Regions from separate parts of the Pan troglodytes genome. Here region 1 is linked to region 2. Evidence: chromatin contacts called from public capture Hi-C data. All regions are on one chromosome and are shown on one strand. Each heading gives the region's core, a stretch centred on a gene start, on an enhancer-like site or on the middle of the called end of the contact. The rest is flanking DNA. Distances are from core to core; before and after follow the strand shown. Region 1 overlaps DCP1B (decapping mRNA 1B). Region 2 overlaps LOC129136497 (a long non-coding RNA gene).

What was found. Capture Hi-C pulls out chosen DNA fragments and counts their contacts.
Region 1: a capture Hi-C map of stem cell-derived neural stem cells shows a contact between it and region 2, with 7 times the contacts expected there. The contact joins two enhancer-like sites. A contact is called at or near these places in 4 of 7 Hi-C or Micro-C datasets (blood, induced pluripotent stem cells, lymphocytes and 1 more), 1 of 1 datasets of contacts at active chromatin or transcription factors (stem cell-derived excitatory neurons) and 1 of 1 other capture datasets (stem cell-derived neural stem cells).

What each region holds. Positions count from the first base shown.
Region 1 is chr10:9,106,176-9,113,118 of NHGRI_mPanTro3-v2.0_pri, reverse strand. It overlaps DCP1B (decapping mRNA 1B), which reads left to right. Exons shown (of 9, transcript XM_001153642.7): 8 at 2,911-3,159; 9 at 5,965-6,198. The coding sequence ends at 6,045. Among named protein-coding and RNA genes, the nearest start is that of CACNA1C, 26 kb to the left of the region's middle. Within about 2 kb of position 2,393, at least 2 of the 24 cell types and tissues checked have an H3K27ac peak or open chromatin away from gene starts, as enhancers often do. A contact at or near this core is called in induced pluripotent stem cells and stem cell-derived neural stem cells, where this site is marked.
Region 2 is chr10:8,819,387-8,825,792 of NHGRI_mPanTro3-v2.0_pri, reverse strand. It overlaps LOC129136497 (a long non-coding RNA gene), which reads left to right. Exons shown (of 3, transcript XR_010148237.1): 2 at 3,731-3,902. Among named protein-coding and RNA genes, the nearest start is that of ADIPOR2, 6.8 kb to the left of the region's middle. Within about 2 kb of position 5,027, at least 20 of the 24 cell types and tissues checked have an H3K27ac peak or open chromatin away from gene starts, as enhancers often do. A contact at or near this core is called in induced pluripotent stem cells and stem cell-derived neural stem cells, where this site is marked.

The sequences.
Region 1 (6,943 bases), core at 1,144-3,643, 290 kb before region 2:
TGCCACTGCACTCCAGCCTGGGTGACAGAGCGAGACCCTGTCTGTTAAGAAAAAAAAAGACAGACAAAGAAAAAGGTATTACTATAATGCAGTGAAATGTAGAGTCCACTTCCATGCTCCAGGGACCAATGTGTCACGTACATTTCTGTTTGGAGCAGGGTGCCAGAAGCCACCTCCGTGCATCTTGATTGCCTGAGCTTTCTACCTGGAAGGAGAATCTTCACTTTGGTTAACAATCTGAGAACTTCCCCCAACCTTTTTGAGAGCATTTACTTGTAGAGTTAAATCTTCATTATATTAGGAGGTCTGAAGACCAACACAGACATGGGAGAAAACCGTAATTTTTGACTGTAGGAACTTAGTATGGTCTGCCTTGAAATCAATCTGGAATGCCAAGCAACTGACCTCCTCTTGTTTTTCAGTCCACAGTAAATTATTCACTTATTTAGTAAATATTTTTGAGCACTTACTACATGTCAGGCATTGTCTACATGTGGGTACATAATGATGAAGAAAACAGACTCCTTACCCACAGCCCATGCTGTAGGTTCTTGAAATAAACAAAAAACAGCCTATTTCCTCCTGAAAGGTGCAGCCAGTTTTTATCTTTCTCTGTATCGTCAGTATAGCCTACTGTAGATCAGGAGAGGTATGCATGCCACCCACCTCCACCCCCCACACAAACTGCCAGAGAGGGAAAATATGACAGTTTTTAGAAAGATTCTCTCCTTTAGAGAAGATGCTTCTCCATGTCCATCACTGACTTGGGACAGTGAGGAAACCACAAGCTATTGATCATCTGCCTGTGGGTAACATCTGGAGATCTGACACTGAATTATTTCCCCTTTGGATTGGAACACATTCATTGAAAGTACATTGGGTTTAAAAATTGGAAAGTTCTCCCTGTGTATCACATATATCATCACTGGCCCTTTGTCATGTTTTGTTATGTACCTTTTTTTGTTTTTTGAGACAGAGTTTCACTCTTGTCGCCCAGGCTGCAGTACAATGGTGCGATCTCGGCTCACTGCAACCTCCACCTCCCGGGTTCAAGCGATTCTGCTGCCTCAGCCTCCTGAGTAGCAGGGATTACAGGCACCTGCCACCACACCTGGCTAATTTTTTGTATTTTTTTAGTAGAGACGAGGTGTCACGATGTTGGCCTGGCTGGTCTCGAACTTCTGACCTCAGGTGATCCACCCACCTCGGGCTCTCAGAGTGCTGGGATTACAGTCGTGAGCCACTGCACCTGGCCTGTTATGTAACTTATAACAGTTTCTCAAAAATCTTTCACTTTTGGCTGGGCATGGTGACTCGTGCCTGTAATCCCAGCACTTTGGAGGTTAAGATAAGAGAATCGCTTGAACCCAGGAGTTTCAGACCAGCCTGGGCAACATAGACCCTGTCTCTACAAGAATTTTTTGTTTTTAATTAGCCGGGTATGGTTGCATGCCACTGTGGTCCCAGCTACTTGGGAGGCTGAAGTGGGAAGATTGCTTGAGCCCAAGAAGTTGAGGCTGCAGTCAGCCATGTTTGCACCACTGCACTCCAGCCTGGGCAGTAGAGTGAGACCTTGTCTCAAAACAAAAAATTCAGTTTTTTGAAAACAAAGACCTTAGGCATGTGCCAAAAGTCTTTGTGAGCCCCTGAGTCAAAGTGTTCTCATTTATTATTTATTAACATCCCAAATCTGAGTACCGATTGCTATAGAAACAATATTTATAACTCCCACTCCCCCTCATTTCAGTGTTATTGTCCCTCTTTTAAAAATGTCTGCTTTTTTCCTCTTTGATGATTTAGAATTAGAAGCATGGGATGAATATAGTCTGACTGAAATTTCTGATGTACAACTCCCTTGACTTTTCAGTACTCACAAATATCAAGAGCCGGGTGAGAAAGGCAAGCGTTTCAGCAGCCCACGCTGTGCTCGGAATGCTTGACTCCTCCTCCGGGAGCATCACTGCTCAGCACCGCTCCTTGAAATGTCATGTAGGGACAAGTTAAAAGAAACAGCCTGCCTTCCTCCAGGCCAGCTTCTGCTCAAAGAGACGCTAAGGGATTGATTATAAAATTACAGCAACTTCTAGCTTGCTGGCCTCCTTGCCTCCCTCTTAGGAGTTCTTTCGGAGAGTTCGGAGGCTGATAAATAACATTCTTTTTCTTCCCTGAGTTAGAGGCAAATGATAGCTGTAGGAGTCAGTCAGATAAGGATCAAAATGTCACTTGCATAACTGAAAGGGCTGTTAGAAAACTTGGTTTCAGGTCTGTTTGCCAAGGGAGTTAGACTCAACAGACAGGCTCTGGCAGGGCTGAGCAACAGGCAGCCCGGGTCAGCCCAAACACATCAGCTGCGGAAGCTGAAGATGAGGGCTCTCTGCAGGCAGGCAGATCCTGTCAGGGAAGGACCCAGAAGGGGTGGACCCACACATCACTCTCCCTCCCAACGAGAAGTGAGTGAGGCTGCAGGAGGGGCAGGGAGTTGCTCTCACAGCGCCTCCTGTGCTCCGGGGTCAGGAGGGGAAATGGGGAGGCCCCTAACAAGGGTGGCAGCTCACATAGGTTGTGAGACCTTTAGGTCAGGGTCATGGACAACCAGATCTAAGGAAAAGGTCAGTAGTCCTAAATGCACTTGCCAAATACTGGTAGCCTGAAAAATAAGCTGTCACCCAGAGGCCAAGCTGCATATGCAGTGGAAACAATAGTCCCCACAGCAGACGATACCAGAGCTGCTCAGTGATGCTGAAGGAAGGTGCGTGGAGTAGTGGAGCAAGAATCAGTTTCCCATAAACTTTTCTCAGCTAGGGAAGCTGTGGACAGGGAATGCTTAAACCACCCGTATCTGCCGCTGCAAGCTATCATGCCGTGAGCTGCTCCTGAACCCCGCTCTCTGTGTGTATTTGCTGTGAGCAGGTCATCTCACCTCAGCGCATCCCTGCTACAGCAGCTCCGTCTCTGCTTATGTCCCCCATGGTGTTCGCACAACCCACCTCCGTCCCGCCAAAGGAAAGGGAGAGCGGCCTCTTGCCTGTGGGAGGCCAGGAGCCACCTGCTGCTGCCACCAGCCTCCTCCTGCCCATACAGAGCCCGGAGCCCTCCGTGATCACCAGCAGCCCACTCACCAAGCTCCAGCTCCAGGAGGCACTGCTGTACCTCATTCAGGTAAGCGAGCACGTCGTCTCCCTTCGCACCTGACCACGCCTGTTGGCCTCCTGGCTGCAACTATGAGATAAAGACTCAGCCAAGGCCTGCTTAGCTTCCGTGAGAATAACAGGTGTGTGTAACAACTCATCCTGACCCCAGCGGCTTCTGTGCTCAGTTAGCTAGGTGTTATTTATAATACCAAGTGTGGCTTGGGTGTCTCAGCTCTTCAAGGATTTTGTAATTTGAAGGACTGTCTAAGGCCTCCAAGCTGTCACCTGTCAGAAGAGAAGGAAGCATATGTTGGGGATTAAGCAGTCCCTGAGAGGACCCTGGGTGCTGGAGGCCCAGACAGAAAACTCACCATTGGGAGGTAGAGGTGGGAGCAGTCGTGGGCAAGGGGCCATCTGTTGAGTGGGGAAGAGGCCACTGAGCGAGTGGAAAACAGGGAGGGAAGCAAATAATGGCCATGGCTGCTACAGGTATGTTTTACAAGTCATTTTGAAACCTGCTCATTAGGACGGGATGGAGTGACAGGACTCCTTGTGAGCTGCTAGCCTCACTTGCCTATGAAATTATGAAATAATAACGAGTGCTATAATAGCTAACACTCCGCAGAGCTGGCACCGGGCCCTATTTTAAGTGCTACACACAAGCACATTAACTCATTCACTCCTTACACAACAACCCTGTTATTTTTCCCATTCTACAGACAAGGAAACTGAGGCTGAGCAACTGGCCTGAGGCACGGAGCTCGTACATAAGCAGGGCTGGGATGCCCCCAGCCTGGCCCCCGAGTGCCACTTCCCACGTACTCTCTCCCGTGGGCCATGTTCACCACATGAATGTTGGCAGGGACCAGCCTCGGGAGAACATTCAGCACAGGTGCCCTAGCAAAGCACACCCAAGAAATCAACGGCAGTCCTTGAAAAGTGGAACATTTGTAGCCAGACAGACTTCAGACACCCCAGTTAACGTATTTAGGTATCTTTTTGGTAGATAATCTTTAAGAAAACTTGTGTGGTACTTTGCTTAAGCATCAGACGGCCTTTAGAGAGCAGGCCAGCCCTTCTGCGGTTGTCTTATCCTACTTAAAAAGACAGTGGTCTCAATTAGTACAACATTTTTAAAAAGGTTCCACGTTGGCCGGGCACAGTGGCTGCTCACGCCTGTAATCCCAGCACTTTGGGAAGCCAAGGTGGGAGCATTGCTTGAGGCCAGGAGTTCAAGACCAGCCTGAGCAACATAGCGAGACTACAAAAGAAGGAAACATGTTTGAGGAAGAATGAAAGGAATGGGGCTAGAAGTCAGCAGAAGCATAATAACAATCAGAGATAAATAAGGTCAACAGCAAATGATTGAGCCCTACTAATTCATAAGTAAATATCAGGATAAAAATATTTGCCACCTTTTAAAGCTATTCATAGTAAGCTCATGAGGAATTAGACATCTGTGAACCTCTTTACTTTGAGCCAGTTTCTTAAGCTGGAATTTAAAAGATCCATATGTTTTCTGGCTGATTCCCTTCACATTGTCTTGAGACTCTACTCCAGAGTAGTGGCTGAACATGGCGGATTAGAAATTACATTCCCCTGCCCTCCACTCTCTGCGTGCATTTTACTTCTTCCCGTGTACCACACCTCATATTCCCAGTCACTCAAGCAGTCTGTTTTTAGTTTCTGCCTCTTGTTAGGACACAATCTCATGCAGAGGAACTTTGTGACTACTTTGCAGGAAAAAGAGGGATAACATCACTCTCTTCATTGCATGAGAATGATGCTAAATCTGTGTGGGGTGCCAAGAGGGAATGAAGGGGGAATGTGAAGTGTGGGTGAATTACTAACACTGTAAAGAATTTGGGTGGGAGGGAGAAGTCTCTAGAATTAAAACATGAGGAAAACCACTGATTAGACCGTGATTCTCACTCCTTAGCCAGGCAAAAGAGCCCAGAGATTACCAGTCTTACTCCTGCCCACTTGCCAAGGCTAGAAACTTTCCATAACTTATGGGAAGACTTATATTAGCTTTGATGAAGTACTGATGAAGCATATTGCAAGTAAAATCCTAAGTAATGCCCAAAACAAAGCAGACACATTGTAGGTGACGTGGAGGGCCTTTAAGAACCACAGTGGCTCATGCCTGTAATCCCAGCACTTGGGGAGGCCAAAGTGGGAGGCTCACTTGAGCCCAGGAGTTCAAGACCACCCTGAGCAACATAGTGAGACCCTGTCTTAACAAAAAACTTAAAAGCCAGGCATGGTAGCACACACCTGTAGCCCTAGCTACTCTGGAGGCTGAGGTGGGAGGATCGCTTGAACCCGTGAGGTTGAGGCTGCAGTGAGCTATGATGCCGCTACTGCACTTTAGCTTGGGTGACAGAGTGAGACCCAGTCTCAAAAACCCAAAAAACAAGAAACAAAAAAACACACCACAGCAATCTCTTAACCAAACTTTGAGACCACTGACTTGGATCATGTCCTCCTAACTCCTCTGTCTGCTGGGGCTTCATGTCTTTTCATGCAGCAGACCCAGGCTGTTCTTGAGTAAACCTTGCTCCATGCTGCCATGTGTCTGGGCTGCCCATCTGTGCTGCATGTAATGAGCTCTTGCTGCTGTGCATACTGACCATGGAAAACCATCAGCTCTGTCCGGCCTTGCCTTCAACCCCACTTAACATTCACACATGCAATTAAAAACCACCAGCTGTTAGACAGGGAGAGATGAGTGTCTCAGTATCCAAAGGCCAGTTCAGCTCTAAGACAGAGGAAGCCTTTTGTGTCTGCCAACCAAGTAACATTCTCTTGGGTCTTTCAATTTGTTTTCCAGAATGATGACAACTTCTTAAATATAATCTATGAAGCCTATCTCTTCAGCATGACTCAAGCAGCCATGAAAAAGACTATGTGACAGCAAGGCCTTTTAAAACTGATTTTCAAGGTCCTTCTAGAACTCCGGCACAAGGTTCTTTCATGTTGAGTGTTGTTTCCTTCAATGTTTCTGCCTTTTAAAAAAAAAAAGTATGTGTAATATGAAGTAAAATGTTTCAGACTTTTTTTTATACTCAAGTGTTTTTTTATTATTATTATACTTTAAGTTCTGGGGTACATGTACAGAACATGCAGGTTTATTACATAGGTATACATATGCCATGGTGGTTTGCTGCACCCATCAACCCATCATCTACATTAGGTATTTCTCCTAACGCGCTTCCTCCCCTAGTCCCCCACCCCGTGACAGACCCCAGTGTGTGATGTTCCCCTCCCTATGTCCGTGTGTTCTCATTGTTCAATTCCCACCTGTGAGTGAGAACATGTGGTGTTTGGTTTTCTGTTACTGTGTTAGTTTGCTGAGAATGATGGTTTCCAGCTTCATCCATGCCCCTGCAAAGGACAAGAACTCATTCTTTTTTATGGCTGCATAGTATTCCCTGGGTGTATATATGCCGTATTTTCTTTATCCAGTCTATCATTAATGGACATTTGGGTTGGTTCCAAGTCTTTGCTATTGTGAATAGTGCTGCAATAAACATACGTGTGCATGTGTCTTGATAGTGGAATGATAATCCTTTGATTATAGTAGAGTTACAATCCTTTGGGTATATACCCAGTAATAAGTAGAGTTATAATCCTTTGGGTATATACCTAGTAATGGGTAATAATTAGAGTTATAATCCTTTGGGTATATACCCAGTAATGGGATTACTGGGTCAAATGGTATTTCTGGTTCTAGATCCTTGAGGAATCACCACACTGTCTTCCACAATGGTTGAACTAATTTACACTCCCAACAACAATGTAAAAGCGTT
Region 2 (6,406 bases), core at 3,778-6,277:
GTGTGTGTCTCCATCTCTGTCTCTGTCTCTCTCTGTCTTTCTCTCCTCCCTCCTCTCAGCATCAGTATTTACCCACTGGCCTCAGGCAAAGGCTTCAGAGAAGGGAAAGAAGCCTTTTCTTTCCCCTTCCCGTCCTCTCAGGCACAGGAGGCATGCCATCTGTTTGCTTGTTTTTATAATCATTCTTTGTAAGCAGAACATTCAAATGGCAAAATATATAAGCAGTAAGAACGTGCAATGAAAAACCAGTCTCCCCACCCACTTCCTTGTTGCCTTTTGCCACACCAGCCACTGTGACCTTGACTGTCTTTCTAGGGACATTTACACATAAACAAGCTCAGGGGGCCTCTTTTTACACAAAAGATATCATCTTATACCCACCCCCCTGTATCATGCTTTTTGGAAAAAATACATAAAAATAAGAGTGTAATAAATGAAGTCTCCACCAACCAGAGTTGATAAAAAACATTTAGTATAGCTGTTTTTTTTTCTTTTTTTACATAAAAATAAGTAAAATGCTAAAGATGAAGTCTGAAATATTCTGTGGCCTTTGTGGCCAGTCCTGCGTCCTTCCTCCCATCCTTAGAGGGGAGCACTATTGGAAATTATTTACACCCTTTCTGTAATTTTTTATATGTCATATACATACATATATACATCTGTGAACAATATATAGCATCATTTTGCACAATAATCATTTTTAATATCCCTTCCCCCTACTGGCAGGCATTCAGGTTCTTTTAGACTTTGCTCCTCAAATAATGCCGCAGGAAATTTCTTGTGCCGATATCTTTGTGCACATGCGTGAGTGTGTCTGTAGGATAATTTTGTAGAGGCGGGCTCACTGGATCAAAAGATATGTGCGTTTGATAGTTTCAAAGGGCACCAATTTTTACTTCCACCAATAATGCATGGAACACCTATTTCTTCACATCTTCTTTCACATACAAATTTATCAAAATTTTTAATTTTTATTCATCTAATACATAAAAAATACCTCTCATACTTTGAATTTATGTATTGGAAACCATGTATTGGTAATGTATTAGAAATATAATAGATTATTTCTTTTATTATAAGTGAGGGTGAGCACCTTCTCATGTGTTTGAAAGCCAGGCAGGCCGGGGGTGGTGGCTCAAGCCTGTAATCCCAGCACTTTGGGAGGCCGAGGTGGGTGGATCATCTGAGGTCGGAGTTCAAGACCAGCCTGACCAACATGGAGAAACCCCGTCTCTACTAAAAATACAAGATTAGCCAGGCGTCGTGGCACATGTCTGTAATCCAAGCTACTTGGGAGGCTGAGGCAGGAGAATCGCTTGAACCTGGGAGGCGGAGGTTGCGGTGAGCTGAGATCATGCCATTGCACTCCAGCCTGGGCAACAAGAGCAAAAACTCTGTCTCGAAAAAAAAAAAAGAAAGCCAGATATATTTCTTCTTCTGTGGTTTTTTAAGGTATTTTGCCCATTTTTCTTTGGGGCTGATTATCTTATTCACTCTTAAGTGTACTTTGCATGTGAAGAAAATTAACTGTCATATGTGTTGCAAATATTTTCCCAGTTAATTGCTTATATTTTGACTCAGCTATTTTTGCCACATGGAAATTTTTAATTTTTATGAAGTCAATTTTATCAATACTAATGTTTTTAAGTGGTGATAGATTTACTGTTTTCTTCTCATTTTCTTCATTTCTCCCCTACTTCCCATTTCTAACTCAAATCATACCTCAGATTCCTGGGTCTAGGGTGAGATCAACAGCTGGAAGCCACCACAGAGTTAATCCAGGTGAACCCTGGAGGTTCGACATAACCCCGAAGGCTCCAGGGGCCCTTGACTTAACTTTGCCCTACTGTATATTTATAGGGTATCCTAAATCTGCCCTAACCACTGACACTTCCTGGAGTTCTTTCAGTCTGAAGAAACTTCTGGTTCCAATTTGGTCTCCTTAAAGACCTCTGCCCCAGGCAGGTCTGCATCCCTGGAGGCACCATGGCAGGGCTGGCACAGGGAAGCTGGGACCTTAGTGACCTACTGCTGCTTTTTCATTCTTTTCACTCCCTGTGGAGCCGGGTTTCTTACTGGCAGAGAAGGGAAAGGGAGAAAACAAGAATGCACTCATGCTGTCGGCCTGGACTTGGAGATTATCAGTGTGGACTCAAGCTTTCCAATACATAAAGATGGAGAGAGAGATACAGGTGTAAAAGTGTGTGTAATATTTTGAATCTACTTTTGTGTGTTCTTAATTTTTATTATTTCCTTCATTTATTTTTGAAACAGGGTCTTGCTCCGTTACCCAGACTGGAGTACGGTGGTGAGATCATAGCTCACTGCAGGCTTGACCTCCCGGGCTCAAGTGATCCTCCCACCTCAGCCTCCCGAGTAGCTGAGACCACAGGTGCGCACCACCACGCCCAGCTAATTTTTCTATGTTTTTTAGAGACAGGTTTACACCATGTTGCCCAGGCTGGTCTCAAATTCCTGGGCTCAAGCGATCCTCCTGCCTCAGCCTCCCAAAGTGCTAGGATTACAGGCAAGAGCCACTGCGCCCGGCCTTGTGTGTCTTTAAATGTTTTTTGTTGTTGCTGTTTGTTTGTTTTTTGAGACAGAGTCTCCCTCTGTCACCCAGGCTGGAGTGCAATGGCATGGTCTCGACTCACTGCAAACTCCGCCTCCCGGGTCAAGCGATTCGCCTGCCTCAGCCTCCCAAGTAGCTGGGATTACAGGCACCCACCACCACGCCTGGATAATTTTTGTATTTTTAGTAGAGATGGGGTTTCACCATGTTGACCAGGCTGGTCTCGAACTGCTGACCTCGTGACCCACCTGCCTTGGCCTCCGGAAGTGCTGGGATTACAGGCATGAGCCACTGTGCCCAGCCTTTAAATGTTTTACATGTACATCCTTGCCATCGTTTTCATTTAATTACTCTCCTCTAGTTTGTAAGGGCAGGGCCATAGTGGGCCAGTCCCAGCATTCTTTCCCCTTCTCTCTACCCGAACACAAATGTCTGCACAGAACACCATCATTCAGCCATTGGGGATTAAAAATTAAGATCGAGGAAAAAGCAAAATAAAACAAGATCATTATTTGTCATTGAGGACTGGGTGGGCATTCCCTCATTCTTCTTGCCTTCCATGGTCCATCTCAGCAGCTTGACATTCTGCACCTTCTATTAGCTCGTGGCCTGGCTGCATCCTCCCTACAGACATTTTACCCCTAAGCAGCCTCCTTCCTTCCTTCCTCCCTTCCTTTCCCCCTTCCTTCCCTCCTGTTTTCCTCCTTCCTTCCTTCCCTCCTTCCTTTCTTTCCTTCTCTCTCCCTTTCTTCATCCCTTCCCTCCTTTCCCTCCTTCCCTCCTTTCCCTCCTTCCCTCCGTCCTTCCTTTCTTCCTTCCTTCCCTTCCTCCTTTCTTCCTTTTTTATCTTTCTCCTTTCCTTTCCTCCTCCTTTAATTCCCTCCTTCCTTCCTTCATCAAATGTTTGCTGCACTGCTAACAGAGTCCATGCTGTGCTTGGTGCGGACAATTCTGTAGCGAACAGTGCGACAGATAACTGGTGCTGCCTTCAGCAAGCCTACAATCTAGCAGGCAGCCTGCAGTGAATCGGCCACTACATAACTCAGCACCCTCTTCCAGAGGCCATCTCTGTCTCTCCAGTGGCCCCAACTGTAGCCGCTCTCGAGCCTCCACCATCAAACTGTGTCCTTAAGAAAATCATTGTTTTCTCCCCACCAGAGGAGAGAGCCGCTAAGTGCTCTGACCCCCTTGCTTCCAGCACGTTCATACGAATTGGGATTTGGTGGCCTCACACGCATAGGCTCACGATCCTCACAGGGGACAGGGAAGACGCCACGATCTGCATTTTACCGACAGGAGGCGCAGGAACTTGCCGGAGATCGCAGAGCAGGTTCGTGCCCAGGTGGTGGGAAGCGACTCAGGCTGGGAGAGACACTGAAGGCCGCCCCGTCCAGCCAGTTGTTTTCCCCGGGGCTCCTGCTTCTGGACGGCCTTCCTAGACAGGAGGGCAGGCTGGGGCGGCCCTGCCTCCCAAGGGCCGCGCTGAGTGCCCAGTGCACCCCTTCACTCCGCACTCTGCCCCAGCGGACCCCCCGGCTGCCTCATGTTCGCGGGCAGGTGCGCTGGGGGGCGGGGCACGGAAGAGCGGGCAGCTCCTCCCGGTTAGAAGCCCTCCTCCCGGCCAGGCCCTGGGCGATGAGCGATGAGAAAGGCAGGGTCCCCGTCCTTGCAGCTGGTGGGTGAGGGGCTAACCGAGCTTCAGGAAGCGCTGCTTGTGCCCTGAGGGAATCTCGCGGAGGGCGAGCGGAGCACACACCGAGTCCTCTCTCCCGACAGCGGACCTCTCAGGAGGGAGGCGGGAAGTGAGGAGGGGGAGGCGGGAAGTGGGGAGGGGGAGGCGGGAAGTGGGGAGGGGGAGGCGGGAAGTGGGGAGGGGGAGGCGGGAAGTGGGGAGGGGGAGGCGGGAAGTGAGGAGGGGGAGGCGAAGGGGCGGCGGAACCTCCGGAGGCGCAGCTCAGGCAGAGCAGGCCGCGGCCACAGAGGGCTGGGGCTGGGGGCGAGAGGAAGTCCGGGAGGGGAGAGGAAGACAGCGGTGGGGCCGCGAGGCCGGGAATCAGGAATCTGGGCAGGGGCAAAGTGGCCCAAGTCTGCAGTGTTCTTTAGCCAGCTCTGCAGTGGGAGAAAACAGGAGGAGAGGGCTGGACAGCGGGCGGTGCAGCGGGGGAAGGGTGAGAGGATGCACGTGTGACTCGCTCTGCGCCCGCGGAGGTGCCCGTCCGCTGGCATGGCCCGCGGGGTGGGGAGTCGCTGCATACGGCCCCTGAAGGCGGCTCCCGGCGAGGGAGGCGGAGCCATTTCCCGAGGGCGGAGCTGCGGCCCCGCCCCCCGCCCCCCGCCTCCCGCCCCCCGCCTCCCGCCTCCCGCCTCCCGCCTCCCGCCTCCGCCCTGCCCCGCTCCGAGTCCGCCGCGAGGCCTTCGAGGGGAGAGGGAACTCGAGGCTGCTGCTGGGGCGGGGTTGGGGTGACTGGCAGTGGGAGAGCCAGGCAGGGGAGGGGCGAAGATGAAGTCAGGGAGGGCACATAGCTCCGGGAGGGCCGTGCCGAGGCGGAGGGCGCAGCAAGGGTGGGGGTCGCAGTGAGCTGCAGGGGGATCGCTGAGCACCGAGGCTTCAGGTCCCGAAGGAGCGGTGGCGCGGTGACAGGGGCCCAGGCGCGGCTCAGCTCGCTGGCGGATGAGGGGCTGGGAGGAAGACGTCCGTGCGCCCCTGACCCTCAGTGCTTTGCAGAAGGGCCCCAGGGTGGGCGGAGGACAGGGACCAAAATGCAGAGAGGATGGTCCGGCTGGAGAGACGGCTGAGCGAAGGGCTGCAACAGTGGGGTGTGAAGACCCTGAGAGCAGCACCTCCCGCCCCCATGGGGGTGCCAGGAGGCGAAGAGCCTTTACCCAGAGGGTTTTCAACTGAATGACATTGTCAAAGAAAAGCCAGGATCCACTAAGGCAAGAAGTATTAAAAGTATTTTAGGGAAAGTCATTTAAAGCTCTATAACATTGTATTTTCATGGAATCTTCTAGATTCTTCCCCTAGAATCAGAGTTAGATTTTCCATTAAGTGAATGAAGCTCAAGTTTCAGGGCCTCTCCCTCGCCTTCTAAGGCCCTGTTCATAATTTCGTATTTGTAATTATTTAAACTGCCCCACCCTGATTATATAACTTTTAGGTCCCACAAAGCTTAGCCAGTCTCTGCCTTAGAACTCCACGAGTTGGGAGGATGAACGAACTTCCACGTTTTGATTTCCAAACAATTTCCCTACCCTTGCATTGTTAAAAGATAAACAGGAATAAGTGTTCTGGCTGTGAGTGAATTTTTTTTCTTAACATGTTTTGGCCTGGATACTATCTGAAGGTGTTACCCAAGCAGTGGGGTGACTTTGCTGAGGACACAGTTACCCAATACTCCCCAGCTCAGGGTGAAGGTTAGGTGGCACGTTGGCGGGACATGTGACTCACATGCACAGGTGTGTTCCTTGGGAGGAAGGCTTGGAACAGGCACCTGTGTGTGCCCAAGTGTTTCTAGCAAACACAGGGACCTGAGTGTCTACGCACAGGCCCACTTTACAGGGGTCTCCTGAGAACTCCTCCCCCTCCTGAGAACTGTGCCTTCCCAGCCAGAAGTCACTCATACAGAATGTTCCCAACTTATGAATGGGCATTGTTCTCAGAAAGAGAATTTGTAAGTCAGTTGTTTAGAACGGGAAGGCATCTCCCCAGATAAACAAGTGTATGTGTGATCTTTGTTATTCAGGAAAGCCTAAAAGAACATCTTGTGTCCCAGAAATCAAGGACTGTACAATGGGAACAGAAAACTCCAGCTGGTGGAATCATGTGGCCCTCAG